Linked DNA regions of Mus musculus: region 1 is linked to region 2. A link is a contact called in public Hi-C data. All regions are on one chromosome and are shown on one strand. Each heading gives the region's core, a stretch centred on a gene start, on an enhancer-like site or on the middle of the called end of the contact. The rest is flanking DNA. Distances are from core to core; before and after follow the strand shown. Region 1 holds the start of Marveld3 (MARVEL (membrane-associating) domain containing 3). Region 2 overlaps Phlpp2 (PH domain and leucine rich repeat protein phosphatase 2).

Region 1 (4,873 bases), core at 1,429-3,928, 39 kb after region 2:
CTCTCTCTCTCTCTCTCTCTCTCTCTCTTTCTTGATCAAGAACTCCATGCAACATGGAAATGGAACCTAAGAGGAAAAACTGGACAATCTGCCAACTCACCAGCGCTCATGCCTCCACCTGCCACCTTGCCTCTCCTCAAGCCATTTGCAATATAAATGGTTCGGCAGGGTCCCCCAAAGGCTCACCTCTCCCTGTGCACAAGTATCTGCATTTGTGGCAATCCAGGAGTCCCTCCGCTTCCGACTGGTAATATTCCTCTTCCTGGAGAGCAGGCACGGAGTAGGTGGGCACGTATCTTTCCGAAGCCCGTTCGCTGCAACCAAGGAGCGCAGAGACATTAGGGACAGGCCTGTAACTCAACGGTTTGTTTACTATTAGGCCTTCGTTTATTTTTTTAGTTTTTAAAAATTTCACAGAACGAAGCCTAGGCTTGCCTCAAACATGTGATCCTCCTGCTTCAGCTTCCCAAGAGCTACATCACAGTTGTGTGTGCTACCATGGCCCGTGGTATTGGAACTCTCAATAACGAGCTTGACCTTTGGCCCCTGATTCTCTTGCCTCTACCCTCCACTAGCTGAGATTATAGTCATGTCCACGTCCAGCCAGCTACTTTTGATATCTTACTGATATCTCTCCTTTGGCCACCCCTGGCACCTTCTGTTTCCATTTGCCTAACATATGCCAGGCTCTGCCCAAGATTCAACAAGAGGCTGCATTCTGCTTTGGGGACATAGAAGCCACCCCATCTCTCTTTGGTTTGAAATCTTTAAACCTTTCATCAGCACACAGGAGACTCTGGTACTGTGCACACTTACGACCTAGGCGTACCGAGCCAGCCGCAGTGAGCTGCCCTTCACCACTAAAGAACCCAGGCTTCTGGGGCACAGAGGAAGCGGTTTTTCTACTTGAATCGCCTTCTACTGTCTTCTGTCTTCCTTCCACAGAACTCAGCTCTAGGTCACCTTCCTTGGCATCCTGAGCCTCTGGTGGCTGTTTTCACTGCCAGTCAGTCTCTGAACGCTGACAGTAAGTTACTGCATGCGGGTCCCTGCATTCCCTCCCTCCAATAAATGCTTAGGAGGAGAGCAGACAGAGAGAAGCTGCCCTTTGGCCTCAAACCTTTAAATAAGCCACGAACAATTGCATGTCTTTTATTCACTCTGGGGTGAGGCGGGGTAATGAGGACTCTGGTTTTAAGAGGAAACGCACAAATGTACCTCTTGTTTTTCTACTCCTGTGGTTGCAGTCCAAGATGGGTGCAGCCAGGGAAACAATAGCTAGTGTCAAAGACCGAAAGAGCAGCCCAAATCTGGGCGCAGCTTTCGCGAGGTGAGTTGGCTTTAGATAATGTAACATAAACTCATGATAGCAGCTTTCCCTGATGTGTGGAAGTCTAATGGCAGAGGCTCCAAGTCTAATGGCAGAGGCTGGGGATCATCAGCTAGAAGAGTTGTCTCCAGGGAAAAGAATGCACAGTTTTGACAACCACACACACACACACACACACACACACACACACACACACACACACACACACTTTTTGCCCTCAGGGACACCTATTTTATTCTATTTACCCAGTCCCCAGAGCCTGGTTCCACATCTGTGCAACTGGATGGCGCGCTGAGTCTCTAGGAGGGGGTATGACGACCGGTCCCCTGCTAGTCCTTTCCACCCTCATTCACAAAACCTTCAAAGACACAGGGGAATTTCGGGACCTACAGACCAAGTTCGTCTATTCATGAGGGTGGGGTTTAAACAAACCTACGGTCTGAAACAAGCTGCTGAGAAAGACCTCACTGACTTTGTTACACATCACCGGAGAATGAACGTTTAGGTGGGCTTAGTTTCGTGTTTAAAACGGCGGCTTCTGCTAGCAGTCTGCTGCGCATACATAGCCTTGTCAGGAAGAGCGAGTCCAACTATTAACTCTTCGTTGGGCTAACTTTATTCAGCCCCCCCCCCAACCTGGAAGCTGGACTTTGAAAGGTATAGAGGGAAGGCTAGGGAACAAGACTTAAGAGTCTGTGGCCCTCCGGCTAGCCCCACCTACCTAGCCTTCTAAACCGTTCCAGTTTCAGTCCTGAAACTCTCCTCCTTCCTCTGGTTCTCGGGCTTTCCCACTTTTTCTTTTATGTCATCTCTCCTCCACCCTCGGCGGTCCCTGGTCCCTAGCAGGTGCACCCCTCACCTCTCCAACCCGCGGCGCCCGAGGCCATGCTTCTGCGACAGCTCTGGGGGCCCCCAGGGTGCGGGTCCCGGAGTCGGGGCTGCGTCCCAACTGGGTCCCCAGGGCTCGGGCCGCGCACGGCTTTGACGGGACTTCTCCAAGGCTCTTTGTTCGGATGCGCGATGGCCCGCGTCCCTGTGTCTGTCCTGGCGCTGGTCTCGGTCCGTTCTCTGTTCCCGGCCCGCCCGACGGTCCCCGTTTCCTCTCACGTCACCGTTCCTCTCCCTGTGCCTGTCCCCGCCTCGGTCCCGCGACCGCTCGACGTGGTGGTCTCGGTCCGGGTGCGGGCGCCGGTCCGGGTCTCTTTCTCTAGGACGGGTCCGGGGCTCACGGTGCCCCGAAGTATTTTTCATGGCCGGATTCCTGTCCCCGCCCGGAAACGATCCGAGGGCGACAACCAACCATAAGTTTCCCAGGCAGGTGGCCAAGCTCAAGGACGGGGCGGTACAGCTCACCTGTGCGCACGCGCACTTGCCCTCCAGCGGCCCGGAGAGGGCGCACCTGCCACTGGCCGCCAGGGGGCAGTCGTGGTGCGGCCAGAGGGGATGGGGGTGGGAGTGGGGTGGACGAGGGCTGGAGAGTGGGAGGTGGATTCTTGCTGAAATAGATGTCAGTCCTAGGTTTTATAGGATTATCAAAGGGAAATGGCCCAGGGAGCAGGCAAAAGGATGTGACCAAATCAGCTCAGCCTTCAAAGGCTGTCTCTTGCTAGAGCTATTAGGACGCCAGACCAATCATTTATTTCTTTACTTTCATGGTACTGGGTTTGAATCCCAGGGCCTTGCATGTCTAGGTGAGCATGGTACCACTGAGCTATATTCCCAGCCCCAAACGAAGATCATTAAACCCACTAATACAGTTCCGGGCATGGATTTGAGCTTTTCGATAGAGAGCTCATTAGGGGGAGGAGTTGGTAACTCCATTGATCTAAACTTGGGTGGGGTGACCTCACTCCTAGCAGCTATGACGAGTTCCCCCAAATGAAGCCAGTAGTGGTGATTTCCTGTCGACCAACTTACAAAGCGTCTTGAGTTTGCTTCCCCAGAGCGTACTCATCATCCACCCTTCTTCTCAGCCATCCACCCACACAGTCAGATAGCCACACATCCACCTACCCGCTCAGCCAGCCTCTCACCCACGGGTCCTCTCCCTCCTCAGAGAAGTTACAGCCCAAACTTATAAAACACTTAAAAGAAAAAAGAAAAGAAAAGAACTGTTCTACTCGTTATTAGTAGCCTTTAATTTTGCCAAGAACATTTTTTAAAAACCAGAAAACTGGCTCTGCTAGTGGGGTCAGCAAGTGAGCAGGAGCACGTGACTCAGCAGGTGCGGGAGGTTCGCAGGGAAGTCGTTTTGGACAGAGATAGTGCTCCAGTTTGCGTAAAGACTGGATGGGAACAAGGACACGTGCTAGAAAGACAACGTGAGGCTCTGCTCTGAGTAGAATTGAGGAATCAGGAAGGATGGGCCGAGTTGGAGACTGAAACTGACTCCTGTATCCCCACATATGTGAATCTGGTGACACCTCCTGTGTCTACAGCACTCACCGTGGTGGCTGGACGCTCATGTTCCAGCAGGGCAAAGAGGTGACCCTCTGGTGAGCTCTAAGGAAGGGTCATGGCCGCAGGCAATGCCTTTCCTGAGCTTTGTATAAAGCTCTTGGCATTTCATTTCTTATGGAAGCTGGAAGTATCGCCCTCTGAGGCTCTCATCCATGGAGAATGGGCGTTGGCAAAAGAGCTGTTAACTGTCTTTGGCTCCTCCGTGCAGTTATCTCACTTTGAGAATGTTATAAACTGGCCTCTGGCTACTTCTGCAGAGGCTTTGCTGCCTGGCTCTATGCCAAGTTCTGTCAACGTCACCACCGAGGGTACAAGATGCAGAGCTGGAGCCCCACAAACTCCCAGTGGCTGTCCCTCCTCACCCCGGCATCGGTCCATGGCTCCATCACCATCACGCCGAACACTAATCTCTGAAATCCCTTTCCAGCCCGAAATCAAGAGTAAAACCCGAGCCAGGTATCACCCGTGATCACACCTGCAATTCCAGCCTGTGATCTCCGTGTAAGTTCGACGCTGGAAGGGGTCAGAGTGGGCTACGCTTCATGTTTTTCAAAGTAATGGAGTTCTAAGGAAGTGCCTGCTTGGAGACCCACTCTGACCCCCGCCCCCCCTTTTGATAGGCAAAAATGTAACTAAAAAAAAAAAAACTTTTAAAAAGTAAAACAGACGATCCTAGAATGTGGAGGCTTTCATGAACTGCCAGCTACTCAAAGGAGGAAGAAATAAGAGAGTGGATGGAGGGTCCAATATGCGGCCAGGGGTTTCCTCATTTCTAGCTTATGTTATTTTATTGCCTTTGTCTAATTCCAAATACAGCCCCAGGGCTGGAGAGGTGGCCCTGGGGTTAAGAGAAATGGCCAGCTTTTCCCAGAGGATCCATGTTCAATCTCCTGCATCTGTATGTGGCCCACAGCTGTCTGTGACTCCAGTCCCAGGGGATTTGATACCTCTGTGGGCGCCAGGCACTAATGTGGAGCCCAGACATACACGTGGGCAAGCACGCACATGCACTTGAGAAAAAAATCAAACGAAGTAAACAGCACCTCTGCTTGTTCTTCTGTTCTCTAGGTGCTTCTGGTCAGA
Region 2 (4,660 bases), core at 1,463-3,962:
CTTTGGTTCTGTTGTGTTCTCCTGCAGGCAGTCACCCCCCAGTTCTGACTTGGCACACTGCCCTGTTGCAGATGCAGTCTCATTGAGTCCAGTGATTTGAGTCACTGAGTGTTGGCATCCGCCAGTTTTCTAGACTGAGCCTCTCCTCTCAGGTCAGGCTTATGTATCCAGTTCTTCGCCAGTTGGTTTTGCTACCCACACCCCAGGAGTCTCAAACCTCTGTAACATTAGCTCAACTTCCACTGCTCCGGACTTGTTTTCTGTGTCTGTTCATAATTCAGCCCCGTCAGGCCCCTGGTCCTCCAGGACCTGAAAGTAGCTTCCTTCCATCTTTCATTCTGTCCTCCTTCTTTACCTAATCCTTCTCTGAGTCATCGCCGTTGCTGCCCCTGGGCAGTGCTGGAATTCCTGCCTCTCCTTCAGCTGAATGACTACTCACTCAGGCCTGTATCACTCCTGCCTCTCATTCTTCTTTCCTCTTCCCTTTCTTCCTTCTTTTTCTTTCTTCTCTTTCTTCTTGGCAGAATCATCTTTATTGGGCTCCACCAACCAGTCATGTATTTAAAGCACACAGCTGACATCATCTGTATACTGTTTATAAACCCTTGAGGTAGGCCCTACACATATAGGATCGAGTAAGAACTTTGCAGACATGGTTTAGACCTAGTTCCAGCCTAACTTTCCCTGTTTCCAGGGAAACACTTCATGCTTGGCCTCCCATTACACAGCACACTCTTCCTTGCCATATCTCTGTGCTGTGACTCAAGTTGGCATCATTGCTGCTTAAGTATTTTCATGTAAGGTCACAGAATCTAACCCAGTTCATGTCATTTTTTTTGTTTTTAAGATTTTATTTATTTTATGTTATGTGAGTACACTGTTGCTGTCTTCAGGAACACCAGAAGAGGGCGTCAGACCTCATTACAGATGGTTGTAAGCCACCATGTGGTTGCTGGGAATTGAACTCAGGACCTCCGGAAGAATAGTCAGTGCTCTTACCCACTGAGCCATCTCTCCAGCCCAGATGTCATGTTTTTGAGCAGCTAGTGGCCTTGGCTATTTCAGGCCAAGTTTTCTTTTCACAAACTTGTCACAGCAAAGTCTGCTTCTCCTATAGCTCTCACTTCAGCCTGCCACATAACTGATATACACCTTGAGATCTGGAAGGGGTGGGTGACCTCTGACAGTAGAAGTCTGTATGATGCGGGCGGAGCTGTATGAACTATTTCGAGTTTGTTTTTCCAGTGACTTGAAACTTTGCCCTGCTGCTGGTTGCCTTTTGTGTCTACTTTCTCACTGTTACTCCTTCTGTTTTTCTGAGAATTTGCTTCTTTTCTCTCTGTCATTACCTATAGAATTCCTGGTTATCTTTGATGCCACTTCTCCCAAATCTCTCCTCATCATGTCTCACTGCATCCTGTTGCTTCTGTTTGAAGTCTTCTCTGAACGTGTGATGTCACACAGTTGGCCCACGTTGCTGTGCACATTTGAGTACTGGTCTCTCCCTTTCTACTTTAGCAGCATTCTCTGATTGACGCCTGTATTCCTGGCAGCGTCCCAGATTCTTCCTCAGAGTCTAGTGAAATGGATTCCGTTGTTTGTTATTTAGATTTTCATAACTATGACAAAATACCTGAAATAAGCAATTTAAAAGAAGTAAAGTCTATTTTTAGCTTGCAATTTCCGATCCGTGGCCACTTAACCATGTCACCTAGGGCCTTTGGGGAAGTATATAGTTATATGGTGGCAGCTCGTAATGGCTTACCTCATGACAACTGAGAAAAGGCCAGATCTCCTTTGAGCTCTTCCTTCCTTCCTTCTCACTTTTTTGCTCCCTTGTTTTCCTTACCCTTTTTACCTTTCTTCTGTTTGTTTTTTAAGATAGCTTCCATATTTAACCCAGGCTGGCCTTGAATTTATGATCCTCATGCTTGCCTTAGCCTCCCAAGTGCTAGGATTACAGTACGAACAAACTGTCACCCTGGCTTAATCCCATCAGTTAATTTGTTTTTAATTAACTTTCAAAAAAATTTCTGTGTGTGGATATTTTGCCTGTGTGTGTGTGTCTCTAATACCACATGTATGCCTGGTGCCCGGAGACTGCGTTAGAGATGGTTGTAAGCTGATATGTAGGTGCTAGGAATTGAACCTTGGTCCTCTGGAAGAGCAGCCAGTGCTCTATAGCACTAATCCATCTCTCCAGTCCCACCCACCAATTTGTAATACACCACAGGCTACTAGAACAACTGCAGTAGCATGTCTGTAAGGGAAGCATTTAATTTCCAAGCCATAGCAACTTCTTACCTTAAGTGATGATTCTTATTCTTTGCAGAAACTTGCTGGAGTGTGTCCCTGACTGGGCCTGTGAAGCAAAAAAGCTGGAAATACTAGACATAAGCCACAATCTTCTTACAGAGGTCCCCATGAGGTATGTGTATACATGCGTGCATGATATATGTGTTTAAGTGATTCTCTAGATTTGGGTTGCCTTTCATTGTTGGCGACTGTTGAGGAGGGGCCTGCTGAGTAGGAGGTCCTGTAAGGGACTAGCGATGAGAAGTGCATGGCCTTAGCCTACAGGAAATGTAGTAAGACTCTGACGTATATGCAGAGAATTGCTAGCGTGTGCTGTCAGCCTCTGGCATGGTTAGTGGTATGGTGGGATGAGTTTAGCTTCTATAGGGTGACTTACAGTGAGCTGGAACTGTCCTGAGAGCTTAAGTCCTATGATCTAACTCATCCTTTAATCCCTTGTCTGTAGGTGCTGTCAGCCTCACCTTAGATTCGAATGAGGAAACTAAGAACAGTCAGGGAGCCTGTCCAAGGCAACAGTTCACCAGGGAGCTATCATTTGAATGTAGCCATCTTCCTCTGGAGGCTTACTCTTAATCACAACATTTATCAATTGTTTCCGAATGTCAGGAGAACTTTAAATAATCAGAGAGTGCTTTGTGATAAGATGGCATTTGAGTTCACCATTACCAGATGGTGAGATTTACCTAACTTGAGGAAGGAGATAGGTGAGGATGTTATACTATATATTCCAAAGTACTTAAACGTAAAACGTGTGCTTTGGAGTTTTAAAAATTAAAATACAGGCTTTGTCGCACAGTAGGTCTGCATCAAGCCTCTGATCTTCACACCCAGACAATGTTATCAGTTCAGTGGGATCTTCGACAGATCACTACATATTTGGAAAGTCATTAACACTTTTTGGATTTTATTGGTAACAGCCTAGTCATAGTATATTTTTAACTCTTAATTTTTATTGTGATAAAAATTTCATTATGGAATTATATTAATAAACAGACTTGAGTTATTAGTATAGATAAATGCTGTCCAGACTTCATTTCTGCCTAGACTTAAGTTAAAATAGATTTATTCTAGAAGTTCCTTTACCAGTGATTTCCAACCTTCGTAATGCTTCGACCCTTTAATACAGTTCCTCATGTTGTGGTGACCCCCACCATAAAATTATTTTCGTTGTTACTTCATTATCGCCAGACTGTCTTGACCTGCCAGCTTCCAGTAATGACACAGAGACTTATATTTGTTTATGATGCTTAGGCCTTAGAGCTTAGGCTTGTTTCCAGCTAGCCCACATAGCTTAATTAACTCGTTTATTATAATCTACCTTCTGCCATGCAGCCTGTTACCTCTCAGGGCACCTGTTCCTTCCTCTGTGGCTGGCTGGTGAATCCTCTCCCGCTCCCTTCAACACACCTGATTCTTTCCCACAGTTCCTATCTCTTCTCAGCTGTTCTGCCTGTCCTCTTCTGCCTCAGTTATAGGCTGTTCAGCTCTTTATTAAACCTTTCAGGTGATGGAGAAGAAAGTTTACAAAACTGAGACAGGTGATGCTTCATAAAGATAACAATACCAAAGTCCAGACAGTACTCAGCTCTCTGCTGGCACAGAAATCAATATTTGAATAATACAAAGACAGCTTTTACACAGTGCACAAGATTATCCCAACACTTCGTAGCTATAATTTTACTGCTGTTATAAATCATAATGTAAATATTTGTGTTTTCCGATGGTCTTAGGTGACTCCTGTGAAAGGGTCATTTGACCCCCAGGATTAGACTCTGCGCCACTTATACTAAAGATCTCATTGTGACTCCTGGGTGGGTGCTAGGTGATGTATGTGACCCATTTTCTTTTTTTTTTTTTTTTTCTCTCTTCCAATTTTTTATTAGGTATTTACTTCATTTACATTTCAAATGCTATCCTGAAAGTCCCCTATACCGTCTCCTCCCCCACCCCACCCCCACTCCCCTACCCACCCACTCCCACTTCTTATCCCTGCTGTTTCCCCTGTACTGAGGCATATAAAGTTTGCAAGACCAAGGGGCCTCTCTTCCCAATGATGGCCGACTAGACCATCTTCTGCTAAAAATGCAGCTAGAGGCACGAGTTCTGGGGGTACTGGTTAGTTCATATTGTTGTTCCACCTATAGGGTTGCAGACCCCTTCAACTCCTTGGGTCCTTTCTCTAGCTCCTCCATTGGGGGCCCTGTGATCCATCCAGTAGCTGACTGTGAGCATCCACTTCTGTGTTTGCTAGGCACTGGCCTAGCCTCACAAGAGACAGCTATATCAGGGTCCCTTCAGCAAAATCTTGCTGGCGTATGCAATAGTGTCTGCATTTGGTGGCTGA

What was found. A called contact is a pair of places that touch in the nucleus more often than the background predicts.
Region 1: a contact with region 2 is called in a Hi-C map of rod photoreceptor, with 2.1 times the contacts expected there. The contact joins the promoter of Marveld3 here to the enhancer-like site in region 2. A contact is called at or near these places in 1 of 484 Hi-C or Micro-C datasets (rod photoreceptor), 3 of 115 datasets of contacts at active chromatin or transcription factors (the SCID.adh cell line, embryonic fibroblasts and embryonic stem cells) and 2 of 9 other capture datasets (adipose tissue and pancreatic islet).

The regions. Positions count from the first base shown.
Region 1 is chr8:109,959,527-109,964,399 of GRCm38.p6, forward strand. Marveld3 (MARVEL (membrane-associating) domain containing 3) reads right to left here and starts at 2,679. Exons shown (of 3, transcript NM_212447.2): 1 at 2,190-2,679; 2 at 187-314. The coding sequence starts at 2,581.
Region 2 is chr8:109,920,484-109,925,143 of GRCm38.p6, forward strand. It overlaps Phlpp2 (PH domain and leucine rich repeat protein phosphatase 2), which reads left to right. Exons shown (of 19, transcript NM_001122594.2): 11 at 2,333-2,428. Among named protein-coding and RNA genes, the nearest start is that of Marveld3, 39 kb to the right of the region's middle. Within about 2 kb of position 2,713, at least 4 of the 459 cell types and tissues checked have an H3K27ac peak or open chromatin away from gene starts, as enhancers often do. A contact at or near this core is called in rod photoreceptor, where this site is marked.